Linked DNA regions of Pan troglodytes: region 1 is linked to region 2. A link is a contact called in public HiChIP or PLAC-seq data. All regions are on one chromosome and are shown on one strand. The core of a region is the stretch at or near the end of the contact, and the rest is flanking DNA. Distances in the headings are between cores, read along the strand shown.

Region 1 (7,073 bases), core at 2,885-5,384, 150 kb after region 2:
ATGGTGATTCGCCATGTCCTGTTTGTGTTCCTCATGGTCTGGACCAGCATCAACATGGCCAGTCTCCTCTGCAGACACCGGCGGAGAGCCCAGCGTCTGCACAGCCCCAGCCTCTCTTCCCAGCCATATCCTGAACACAGAGCCACCCATACCATCCTCCTGCTGCTTGGCTGCTTTGTGTGCTTTTATTGCTCAAACAACTTCATCACCCTTTATTTCTTTTATAAATCTGAGAAAAAACCAAGACTAGAGATGATCACTAGAATTATTTCATCATGCTACCCAACCATCTGCCCTTTTGTGCTAATGAAAAATAATAAAATTATTTCCTAATTTACCTCTTCTTCTCTAAGACAAGAATGATCAGCTCTCAGGGAGCATTCAATGGCTGATCTCAAACCCCATACTTTCTTCTGCAGCTGGGAAGTCTCCATGATGACTTTTGTGGAGAAAAAGTCATGCAGTTATTGAGCAATTGAATTAGGGCTAGTTTGAATTGAGGTGTATCATAAATTTAAAAAGCATTCAGGTTTTGAAGTCAATATAAATAACAGTATATAAATATTATCTTAATAATTTTCACATTGCTGACAAGTTTAAATTATGACATTTTGGGTAAAACGTATGTATATGTTTTGTTATGTTTACATATATATGCATATTTAAATAAAATACATATACACAAATATGTAAGTAAAACATATGTAAGAATATATATAATATATATAATTTTTTTTTTTTGAGACAGAGTCTTGCTCTGTCACCCAGGCTGGAGTATGCAGTGGTGTGATCTCAGCTCACTGCGACCCCCACCTCCTGGATTCAAGCAATCCTCCCACTTCAGCCTTCCGAGTAGCTAGGATTATAGGTGTGCACCACCATGCCTGGCTAATTTTTTTGTATTTTTTAGTAGAGACAGAGTTTCCCCACGTTGGCCAGGCTGGTCTAGAACTCCTGACCTCAAGTGAACCGCCTGTGTCAGCCTCCAAAAGTGCTAGGATTGTAGGTGTGAGCCACCGCACTGGCCTTATCAGTATATATATACATATATACACACACACACACACACACACACACACATATGTGTATACATATACAACTACATAGGTATTTTTAAACTAACTGTATCTGCTTGTTTTTGCTTTTTTAAATGCAGTTGCTAGAAAATTTAATATACATTTGGGGCTTGGATTATATTTCTGTTAAACTGCACTGCTCTATGGCACTTCTTGTATTCATTCCACAAATATATTTTGCACATGTTCCTTATTCTTGGTACTATTTAATGGGTTGGACATACATCCATGATCTAAACAGATAAAACATAATAGCACAAGAGATTATACAGAATGTTTGTGGTACAGGAAAACGTGTATGTACACATGACAGGAGCTAAAAAGAATAGGACTGGTTAAGAGAATGTGGTGTGAGAGTACAGGTGCAGGGAGCTGCAGTGACTGGGATTACAGGTATGCATCACCATGCCTGGCTAATTTTTGTATTTTTGTAGAGACGGGGTTTCACCAATTTGGCCAGGCTGGTCTCGAACTCCTGGCCTCACGTGATCCGCCTGCCTCAGCCTCCCAAAGTGCTGTAATTACAGGTGTGAGCCACTGTGCCTGGCCAACATTTATCATTTTAAATACTCATCTGCAAAAATGTTTCCAAGTGGGGCCACTTCCCCACCCCTCATATGACGGTGGCAGTGATATACCATATACATGGTTATTAAAAAGAATCTGGAGCAACAATATGAATGTCAGACAAATTAGGCTTCAAGAGCATTTCCCTCCATCTTACAGGGGATAAACCCAAAGAAGTTATATTAAGATTCCAATAAAAGAATGCAAGATGACTATCTGTGTAAAAATGTAATCAATGGGGAGCAGGTGCACCTCCAATAATATTAGACAAAATATATTTTACCTAAACAGCATTACTAAGTATAAAGTAGATCACTTCAATAAGAATAACAATTTTAATTTTGTGTATACATATTCACACTTTCAATATGTATATAGTATACATGGGTAGAATGATAAACAGATATAGAATAATCCTCCACTCTTGTGGGAAATCTGATCAATAGTCTTTCAGCAATTAACAGAATAACAGAGTATCAGTAAAGATATAAAAAATTGACCAAAGCAATTCATATTCTTGACTTAAGTGCCCTAGAATAACAACTCACACAGCCATCGAAGAATCCCCATCATCCTATCTCAAGCATAGAGGAAACACATAGCATACATATGTAGCCACATAGCAAACACAGAAATGACTATCAACAAAGTGGAAGAGTTTAATGCACAGATTAAGTTATCTGAATATATGTATAATGAATTATAAATAATAAATAATTGAGCCAGGTGAAGTAGTACATGCCTGTAATCCCACCTACTTGGGAGGCTGAGGTAGGAGTTTGAGCCCAGTCTGGGCAGCATTGCAAGATCCCATCCCCCAAATAATAAATAAACTAAGTAATCAATAATTGAATGAGAAAAGTTAGCTCATATTTCAATATGTTCAATCTTAGGATATATACTTCTAGGCAACCACTTAGTGACAAAAATTCTGTAGAAATCCATCACTGAAAGTTCATTATGTAAATAAATGTGAAGACTAGATAAGAACCACAGAACACAATGACATTGGAAAAAATGCCACAGTAATTCTTTGAAAAAGGAAATGCAGGCCTGGTGCGGTGGCTCATCCCTGTAATCCCAGCACTTTGGGAGGCCGAGGTGGGCAGATCACAAGTCAGGGGTTCGAGACCAGCCTGGCCAACATAGTGAAACCCCGTCTCTACTAAAAACACAAAAACAATTAGCTGGGTGTGGTGGTGGGCACCTGTAGTCCCAGCTACTCGGGAGGCTGAGGCAGGAGAATGCTTTCAGAGAAACTTCTTGATCACAAGGGGAAATCTGAAAGTTGTCAGAACAATATGGAGTCACTTATGTTAAGATAACCCTGACAAATAGAGCCAGGAAGGCCATGAAGAGAGGGCTCTTATCCTTGCATGCCTGAAGATGAAAAAGACTCTACAAAACCCACAACCCTGCATAAAGGTCTTCACAACCTTAAAAAAATATATATTTCTGCAAGGAATGCTGCCCAGCAACTGCTGGTCCAACCTAGGACTAATGTCACCCTTGTTACTCATCTTTGTAGCCAAGGAAAATTCTGTTAAAACAATATGCAATGCTCCCCATTTCTGTCTTCCTTTATCTCCCTGAATATACACATAGTTTAATACGGCATGTCTAGTCCCAATTGCAATGCTCTATTCCCAAATAAACATTGTTTCCGGCTGGGCGCAGTGGCTCACGCCTGTAATCCCAACACTTTGGGAGGCCGAGGCGGGCTGATCTCGAGGTCAAGAGACGGAGACCATCCTGGCCAACATGGTGAAACCCCGTCTCTACTAAAAAATAAAAAATTAGCTGGGTGTGGTGGCGCACGCCTGTAGCCCCAGCTACTTGGGAGACTGAGGCACGAGAATCGCTTGAACCTGGGAGGCAGAGGTTGCAGTGAGCCAAGATCATGCCACTGTACTCCAGCCTAGCCACAGAGCGAGACTCCATCTCAAAAAGAAAAAAAAAATTGTTTCCCTTAGGAAGCTTTCATATGTTTGTTAGTTAGGTTAACACTTTTAATAATTAAAGTTATACAGTTACAGTGTAAAATTATTAGTATTAACAACATAAACATTGGTATAAAAATTATTACAGAAATTAAAACAAATTGAGTATGAGAGAGATTATTAAGACTGTCCAAGCCAAGTCACTGAAGTCATAAATTTAAGTTATGACAGGATGCCGAGCTTCCAGAGGGTTTTGTTTTTAACAACGGAGGGGCCCTATTTCCCCTTCTGACACGCTCATATGAACTTCTCACTTTGTCGTACTCCTTCCTTGCTGACCAAGAGGAACAGAACACAGAGCAGCCTGGCGGTGTCCTACCAACAAGCCTCCGTTTCTCCTTCCTGTACGCTAGGGCTCCTGAAACTCACCTGGTAAACGCTCCAGAAAAGCAGCAGGTGGTGACTTTAGGGGAGGACGGGCCAAATGGGAGAATACCCTTAGGTCGGCTTCTCTGGTTCTCAACTTCTTTTGAAATAACGCTCGCAGAGGAGGCGGGCTTTCTGAGAACTGAGGGAAGTAAGCTCCCAGGACTTCCGGTCGCCATGATGGCTGTGGGCAGTCAATGGGGTCAGTGCAAGCATCTGGGCCATCTTTAATGTGGGCAGGAAAAAAACACGATTTCACTTACTTCTGCAGAGTTTATAATATCCTTGTTCATTATTTAAAATAAAATATCTAAGACATAGGTAATAGTATATTTTAAATAAAATTGAAGCAATATATGAAATTTCTCTGGAATTCATCCAGCCACTCTCAGCTGTTACCACTATCCAGAAACGTCTTAATCCGCCTGCATGATTTATGTATTTGGTTTGTATTTTAAATATCATTTTCTGTAATATTTAAAAGTTGTATTTGCTTGGTATCCTGCTATGCATTCTCATGCAATTTGATTTTTAATCAATATTACTTTTTTTTTTTTTGAGATGAAGTCTCCGTCTGTCACCCAGGCTGGAGTGTAATGGAGCAATGTCGGCTCACTGCAACCTCTGCCTCCCAGGTTCAAGCGATTCTCTTGCCTCAGCCTCCCGAGTAGCTGGAATTACAGGCGCATGCCACCACGCTCGGCTAATTTTTTGTATTTTTAGTAAAGACGGAGTTTCACCATGTTGGTCAGGATGGTCTCCATCTCTTGACCTCGAGATCAGCCCGCCTCGGCCTCCCAAAGTGCTGGGATTACAGGCGTGAGCCACTGTGCCCGGCCTTGGTTTCTAAACACTATTTTGAAGGATCTGTGGAGAAATGGTTACTTCGAGGGCTGGGGCAGGAATATATAAGATAACATTGGAACAAATTGTGACGCCAGAACATGAAGAAATATTTCAAAAAGGATGGGGCATGTTGACTGAACACAGAAGACAAACATGCGTGACCTCAGCCTAATCGTGAGAAAACATCAAAGAAATCCAAATTGATAAACATTCTGTAAAATAATTGGCCATGCTCAGCAAAAGTGTCACAATCACAAAAGACGAGGGAAGAATAAGAAACGGTCACAGCCTGGAGGAATCTAAGGACATAACAACTGAGTGCAATGTGAGATCCTCGATTCGATCTTGGAGAAGAAAGAGGACGTTAAGAGAAATATTGACAAAATTCAAATAAGGTCTGCACATTAGGTAATGGTACGATATGCTGACATCAATTTCCTGGTTGGATAATTGTATTACATATACTAGTATGTATATAATTATTATATTACAATTACATATACAGTTGTATATTATATATAATACAATAAATGTATATATATGATTATATATAATACAATAAATGTATATATACAGTTTTATATATAACAACTATTATACATATAATACAATTATATATATAGCTAACATCAGGATAGGCTGGTTGAGGATTTATATGAATCTTTGCTAGTTTTGCATGTTTAAAATTATTTCAACATAAAAAAATTATATGGGTCATGTAGTTTTTTGTGCAGTTTAATTCTAGGCACCATAGTTTCTGTTTTAATGGGTGTATTTTCTTCTTTCATGGAATTGGGATGGTCTGTTGTATTAAAAACCTATTCATTTTTGTACATTAAGATTCTTCTGGCCAGGCGCAATGGCTCAAGCCTATAATCCCAGCACTTGGGAACCTGAGGCAGGCAGATCACCTGAGGTCAGGAGTTCAAGACCAGCATGTCCAACATGGTGAAACCCCATCTCTACTAAAAATACAAAAAAAATTAGCCAGGCATGGTGGCGCATGCCTGTAATCCCAGCTACTTGGGAGGCTGAGGAGGAGACTCACTAGAACTCAGGAAGCAGAGGTTGCAGTGAGCCAAGACTGCACCACTGCACTCTGGCCTAAGCAACAGAGGGAGACTCCATCTCAAAACAAAAAGATTATTTCTCTAACTTACTGGTTTATCTTTTGTAGCTTATTTCAGGTGATTTGTTGTGTTTGTCTATAGAGTAAAATAACATGTCTAATGAGTTATAATTTAATGTCCTTCCATTCAATCACTGTATTTCAAATTTATTCCAATATTTTGGAATAAGCTTCCAATATTTTAACTTAAATAGGGAAGGTCATACTTGGTACTTTCCTGACCTCAGCTGGAATGCCTTCATAGTGTTCACATGAACACATTTGGCCTGAGAGAGACTTAGTATGCCGAGAATGTGTGTAACCCTTTTTACTTAGGAATTGTGGGTGGAGTTTTTTCCCCGCGCCCAAGAATGATTGTTAATTTCCGACCATCATTTTCCTTTGATTGTTCTTCATCTCGAAAACAAATAATAAAATAAATAAATAAAACTTCCTGGTCTTCTCACCTATTTTCTTGCAGTGCCTTTAAGCAATGCTCTGCCAATATCTTTTTATTAATTATCATGGAATGCATGGGACCATTCCATGCCTGATTATATGCAGAACGTTCTTTCTACACGTGAGTTTCTGTAGTATTTCTGTACTCTGTCACACTAGGGCATTTCTCTATCTTCAAGGATCTCCCATCCACACTGCCTCTACCACATTTATCTCTTGCTCAGCCTCCACTCCAACTGCCCAGACCTCAGAGCTCTTGTATTCAAACTCTGTAGATAAATCACCGAGTATGAGGCTTTACTCACAGGAAATTACTCTTCTGGCACTTCCTGACTTCTTTATGTTTTCTCACTCTGCACTTCCTCCCTGTTCCTCCACCGTGCTCCACCCTGACTTAACACAGTTTTGTCAGCTGGTGAGAAACATTTGGATCTGTGAATTCTATCTGTCTCCTCGTTATTCTGAAAATGGAGTTTGCATGGACTTTTCCGTTCACCTTATTGCTTTCATTGATACTCAGTAATAAACAAGATAAACTCTTATTTCCCATTGCCTTGTTCATTTCAGAAGTACCAGGTAGAATTTTCCAAACAAGACTTGATACATATTCCCAGTAATTGTTGAGTGATTTACCTATATATTGTCTTGATA
Region 2 (6,218 bases), core at 3,061-5,560:
GAGATTGTGCTGCTGCACTCCAGCCTGGACAAGAGTGAAACTCCATCTCAAAAAACAAAAACAAAAACAAAAGAAAGACTATAAATGTATCCACATATCTTGTATATGTACAGAACATCTCTGTTGGAAGACAAAAAACTGGTAATGCTGTCGCCTCAGGAGGGACAGACACTGGAGGGAGATTTTTAAATATGCATGCTTTTGCAGGCAGAACAATCGAATACATTACCCCTTCAAAATATATTTTTAAAAATTAAATACTTTTTTAAAAAGTCTATTATTTAATGAAATCAATAACAGTCACTGGGGCTTCCACAGTTTAGAGTAACTCTAATGAAAGGGTTCCTAGGCCGGGCGTGGTGGCTGCTGCCCATAATCCCAGCATTTTGGGAGGCCGAAGCGGGTGGATCGCCTGAGGTCAGGAGTTCGAGACCAGCCTGGCTAGCATGGTGAAACCTCATCTCTACTAAAAATACAAAAATTAGCCAGGCATGGTGGTGCACATCTGTAATCCCAGCTAGTGGGGAGGCTGAGGCAGGAGAATCACTTGAACCCAGGAAGCGGAGGTTGCAGTGAGATCATGCACTCTAGCCTGGGCAACAGAGTAACACTCTGTCTCAAAAAAAAAAAAAAAAAAAAAGAAAGAAAAAGAAAAAGAAAAGAAAGGGTTCTTAATCTGGGGTCCACAGAACCCAGGAGTCCAAGAGCAGAACTCAAGTGGTCTATGAAATTTGACAGGAAAGAAATTACGACTTTATTCTTGTAAACTTCTAATTGGAACTGAGCCTTTCCTTCCATTATAAATATTAAACATATAAAAAATTATAAATTTTCTATATCTTTAATATTTATAATGGAAGAAAATAAATTACACATAATTATGTAATTATAATTATTTACATTATATTTCCTTCCACTATGAATATATTTTTTAAAAAAGGACTAGCAGGACCTCTGCGTGGATTGCCTGAGTTGAGACCAGCTCAGACCAGCCTGGGCAACAGAAATGGTTTTCTTTGACTTTCCCTTCCTTTGCACAGAAATCTTCTTCAACCCATGGGGTCCCCTTTCGTTTTCTGGAATCAGTACTCTCTGTCCCGCACCACACGCCTCTAAGTCTCCACTCCTCTCTACAGCCTCGGCCGCCACATGTTGGCACCACAACTCAAACTCAATTTTGGAATAAAAAAACTCAGTAGGCCGGCGCTCTGGCTCACGCCTGGAATCCCAGCACTTTGGAAGGCTGAGACAGGTGGATCACGAGGTCAGGAGTTCGAGACCAGCCTGGCCCGCATGGTGAAACCCCATCTCTACTAAAAATTCAAAAAATTAGCCAGGCATGGTGGTGCGAGCCTGTAATCCCAACTACTCAGGAGGCTGAGGCAGGAGAATCACTTGATCCCAGGAGGCGGAGGTTGCAGTGAGCTGAGACTGCACCACTGGACTCCAGCCTGGGCGACAGAGCGAGACTCCGTCTTAAAAAAAAAAAAAAAAAAAAAAAACTCAGCAATTTCCAAACAGAGTTTCTCAGGGCCAGTTGGGGAGCAGGAAGTAAGCAATGCTTCAACCAAACAGTTCACAAAGAAAGCAGGTTAGGGACTTAGCCACCAAAATCCTGAGGGCAAAGGAGAAAACTATTACGATCCCTCCTGAGTGCTCACCTGCCTAGGTACTTGACATTCTCAATTATACTGACTCTCCACAACAACTCTGTTACAGAAACTAAGGCACAGAGGGGTTTTCAAAGGAACTTAACCTGCATCTATAGTACGTTCCACCCCAGGTCAGCCTGCTCCACAGCTCACCTCTTAACCACCAGACTGAGTTGCAAGGGAAGGAGAAATACATAAGCGTTTACTGGGAAGCCTACTCTATGCCTGACAGGCTGATCACATTCTCAAATACCCTCAATCCTCAAGTCAGCCCTCCAAGACAGGTAAGATCATCCCCACTTTATAGATGAAGGTACTGAGGACAGAGGGACATAGCTGGGGTTCAGGCAAGGCTTCAAACACCGGTGTGGCTGGCTCCAAAGCCCACGTTCCTTCCTCCTTACCACGGTACTCAAGGCTGGCTTCTCAACTCTGTGTACTGCTGAGTTGGGGGGAACAAACTGGTTGATGCCTCTGGAGGACCACCCGGCGTCTCTATCGGAACGGCAACCCCACTTCTGTGTATTTGGCCCACAGAGACCCTCACAGGTGGACCAAGCACAAAGTTACCTGCTGCAGCACTAACTGTAATGAGAAAAGACTGGAAACTGGTGGAATGTCTACCCTTAGGGAACTGGTTCCCTCATTACTGGAATACCATATGGTAGAATATTGTTCAGGGTTAAAATTAAATGAATGATGGATAAAAGGTATAGGAGTTTTTTTGGGGGATGATAAAAATATCCTAAAATCGATTATGGTAATAACTGCACAACTCAGCGCATACACTGAAAACCACTGACTTGTACATTTTAAATGGGCACTTTAAGTACACTGAAATACACTTTAAATACACTTTAAATACACTGAAAACCACTGACTTGTACACTTTAAATGGGCAAAATTGTACACTTTAAATGGGCAAACTGTATAATTGTGAATTATATCTCAATAAAGCGGTTACCAAAATGAAGAGATAATGACAGGAAAAATATCAAGTGAGGATGAAACAGTACTCAGTAATAAAAAGAAACGAAGCACTGATACAAGCAACAACTTGGGTGGACCTCCAGGGCATTGTGCAGAGTAGAAAAAAGGTAACATCCTAATAATATATGATTCCATTTACATAACAACCTCCGAATGACAAAACTAGAGATGGTGAACACATTAGCGGTTGCCAGGGGCCTGGGGAGGAGTTCTTATGTGGAGAGGGAACTGTTCTATATCACAATTACGATGGGGGTTACACAAATCTATACAAGGAATCAAGCTGCACGGGCACACAGATGCACAATCACACTCACACCACACAAACTGGTGAAAACTGAACAAGCTCTGTAATCTAGTTAACAGAACTGTACTGATGTCAATTTCCTGGTTTCGATATTGGGACTACATAAGATGTCACCATTAGGGGAAGATGGATATACTCTTTTCACAACTTCCTTGAATCTATAATTATTTCAAAATAAAAAGTAAAAACAAGAGGTAAGCTCCATCCCTTTATCAAGCATACATTAGGCCAGACGTCTCCCCATTCAGATGATTCTCCATCTTTTACAAGCCCTTTACCTAGACCTGGACCTTACCACTGACCTCTCCCTGACACCACCCATCTCCCTCCAGTAGGGCCCACTCCTTCCAGGTGATGCTGCTGCCCGCGATTTACCTTCTTCTAGCCCCGCCCCCTCAGCACTTCCAGGTGGCCCCCGCCCCCTCAGCACTTCCAGGTGGCCCCCGCCCCCCAGCACTTCCGGTTCCCAGCCAGCCCCGCCCTCGGCACCTCCCCCTTCCAGGTGGCACCGCTCACACGCAATCTTTTCCCCGGCCCCGCCCCTTAGCTCCCTTCAGCCCCTCCCCCTCCCAGATAGCCCCGCCCCTTGGGGGGGGGCCTTCCGATTTCCAGCTGGCCCCGCCCACACAGTTTTTCCCCCGGCCCCGCCCCTCAGCTCCATTTGGCCCCTCCCCCTTCCAGGTGAACTCGCCCCTCAAGGCCTCTTCTCAGAGGCCCTGTCCAACTGTCTCTGTCTCTCGTCTACCCTCTACCTGGCCCCCCTCCCTCTGGGAGACACCTCTCTGCACTCTCCGGCGGCCCGCAGCCCGCGCTCTTCCGTCTCCACCGCGCTCTCGGCAGCCTCAGCGTCCCCACGCCCATTCCTCTGCAGACGCCCCGACATGGCGAAGCATAGGCCCCAAGCATTCGGCGCACCCGCCGCCCTCCGCCTCCCATCTGCTTGCGGACGGCCCCACTTGCCTCGCGTTGGTCCCGCGCGCCGCTGCCCGGGTAACACACTCAGATCCGCCAGGCGCGCCTCTGCAGTCCCAAGTTCGCGCCACGGCATTCGCGCGCAGACGTCTGCGGGCGGGGGCGGGGCAGAGCCTAGGGGCGGGACCTGGGCACCGTCCGCACCGCCGCCGTCGCGCGGAGGACCCTGGGAGTCGTAGTCTCCCGAATGGGAGGAGGGCGGGAAAAGGGGTGAAGTGGGGCGAGCCCTCCCGCAGAGCACACTGGGAAAATGCCCGCGCTTTCCCTCGCCCTGGATGAGCGGGTGTGGCTGAGGGTCTGAGGAGTGACTGGCAGGGAAAGAGGAGGAATCGGTGGAAGCGCCCGCGCGAGGCACGGCGGGAAGAGAGGCGGGAGTCCGCGCGGGGCATCCCGGGAGCAAGGGCCGGGCCTGGCCTGGGCGCGGGGCATTGTGGGAGGTGGACGCCGCTCCGGGGCGGGTAGGTGAGTGGGGAGGGGCGGGAAGGGTGCACATCTTGGGGAGGGGAGAGGCACAGCTAGGTGGGACGGCGGGGCTGGAAGGTGCCGCAGCGGGCGGGGCGGGGGGGAGTAGGAGGGTCGGGAGCGGGCTGGATGGGGCTGCTCGAGGGGAGACGCGCAGCTGGACGTGGGGGGAGCATCTGGGGTGAAGGAGCCCATCCGAGGACGAGGGGCCATGTCTAGAACGAAGATGCATATTGCGGGGGATGGTGGATGTAACTGGGAGGAGGGGCCCACAGCTGGACTGGGGGCCGCATCTGAGGAGGAGGGGACCACAGGTGAATACTGGTGACACTTCCGAGGAGAACTAGCCACAAGTGGGGCACACACCTGTAGGCGAAGCGTGGATAACTGCATGTGGGGAGTACATCTGGAGATGAGAGTGTCTCAGGGAAGCCCCAGCTACAGCTGCATGTGGCGAGCCATAGGGTCATAATCGGGGGAAGGGGCAACAGCTGCACGCCAGAGACACATCTGGGGAGTGCGGAGCCACAGGTGCATGAAGCATGTGACCGGGTGAGGGGTCCGTGGCCTGGATGTGGGAGCACATCTGGAGATGGGGCGTCTTTGGAGGGGTTACAGCCAACTGCTGGCACATGGAAGGAGGAGTTCCAGATGAATACGAGCCTTAGAAGTTACTCTTGGGTGAGAGACACAGCTGGAAGGGGAGGAGGTTTTAGCTGGAATTTGAGAACACATTTGAGGAGATGTCCTTAAGGGACATCTGAGCTTAAGGGTCGTATTTTGGGAGGAGAGATTCCAACTGTACCTAAGGGTCACATCTGCGGAGGAGGAGACGAGCTGGAATTAGGAATCAAGATGACAGGCTCCAAGTGAACCAGGGATAAGGCGGTGGGAGGAGGCCAAAGATAGGATGGAGGTTGATATTTATATATTTGGAGAAAAACAGGCACGTCCGACCCCGGGCTACCCACCTCGATAGAGGCACCAGCAACCGACGGGGCAGGCCAAGAATGGAGTAGATGAGATACCCCGGGTGGGAATGGGTCTGATATCCACCTGTTCTCCTCTCCTCCACGCAGGCCCCCAGGATGGAGCGGCCGGAGCCCCCACCCGGCACGGCTGCGGGGCAGGAGGAGCAGGAGCTGCGGGAGCGGGCCTTCTTCTCGTGGGCCGAGTTCAGCCGCTTCTTCGACGCGTGGTGCCAGCAGCGGCTGGCGCTCTTCTTCGTCAAGAGCTCCATGCACCTGGCGCGCTGCCGCTGGGCCAGTGCGCCCCCGCTCTACACGCTCATCGACGTGCTCAAGTACAGCTACGTGCGGCTTGTGTGCAAGGACGTGCGTGCGCCCAGCCGGCCCGCCGTGGGGTGCGTGAACCTGAGCCGCTGTCCTGCTGGGGGGAAGGGGAGCACCGGCGGTGGGTGTGGGTGGGAGACGGGCAGAGAACACCCCACCCAGAGATGCAGAGGGGGAGAGGCCAACTGAGACAGCCAAATACACCTTGCAGAGAGGCGGGAGTCAAGGAGGGACATGTACTGAGAGACAGAAGAGGAGCTAGAGAGACAAAGATACTCACGGAGCAAGAGATGGTGGGGGCCCGACTTACAGACTTTTTTTTTTTCGAGATGGAGTCTCCTCTGTCGCCCAGGCTTGAGTGCAATGGTGCCATCTGCAGCCTCCACCTCCTAGGTTCAAGTGATTCTCCCGCCTCAGCCTCCCGAGTAGCTAGGACTACAGGCACCTGCCATCATGCCCGGCTAATTTTTGTGTGGTTTTTTGTTTTTGGTTTTGTTTCGTTTTGCTTTGTTTTGTTTTTTTGAGACAGAGTCTTGCTCTGTC

What was found. HiChIP or PLAC-seq counts read pairs in DNA pulled down with a chosen protein or histone mark.
Region 1: an H3K4me3 HiChIP or PLAC-seq map of stem cell-derived excitatory neurons shows a contact between it and region 2, with 7 times the contacts expected there. The contact joins the promoter of CARD8 here to the promoter of ZSWIM9 in region 2. A contact is called at or near these places in 1 of 7 Hi-C or Micro-C datasets (stem cell-derived neural progenitor cells) and 1 of 1 datasets of contacts at active chromatin or transcription factors (stem cell-derived excitatory neurons).

The regions. Positions count from the first base shown.
Region 1 is chr20:51,194,539-51,201,611 of NHGRI_mPanTro3-v2.0_pri, forward strand. CARD8 (caspase recruitment domain family member 8) reads right to left here and starts at 4,135. Exons shown (of 14, transcript XR_010153915.1): 1 at 4,013-4,135. LOC134809117 (a long non-coding RNA gene) reads left to right here and starts at 3,896. Exons shown (of 2, transcript XR_010153918.1): 1 at 3,896-4,015; 2 at 4,571-6,412. It also overlaps the pseudogene PANTROV1R-PS276.
Region 2 is chr20:51,048,783-51,055,000 of NHGRI_mPanTro3-v2.0_pri, forward strand. It overlaps ZSWIM9 (zinc finger SWIM-type containing 9), which reads left to right and starts at 4,311. Exons shown (of 4, transcript XM_016936382.3): 1 at 4,311-4,383; 2 at 5,463-5,746. The coding sequence starts at 5,472. It overlaps LIG1 (DNA ligase 1), which reads right to left and starts at 4,326. Exons shown (of 27, transcript XM_024351498.3): 1 at 3,910-4,326.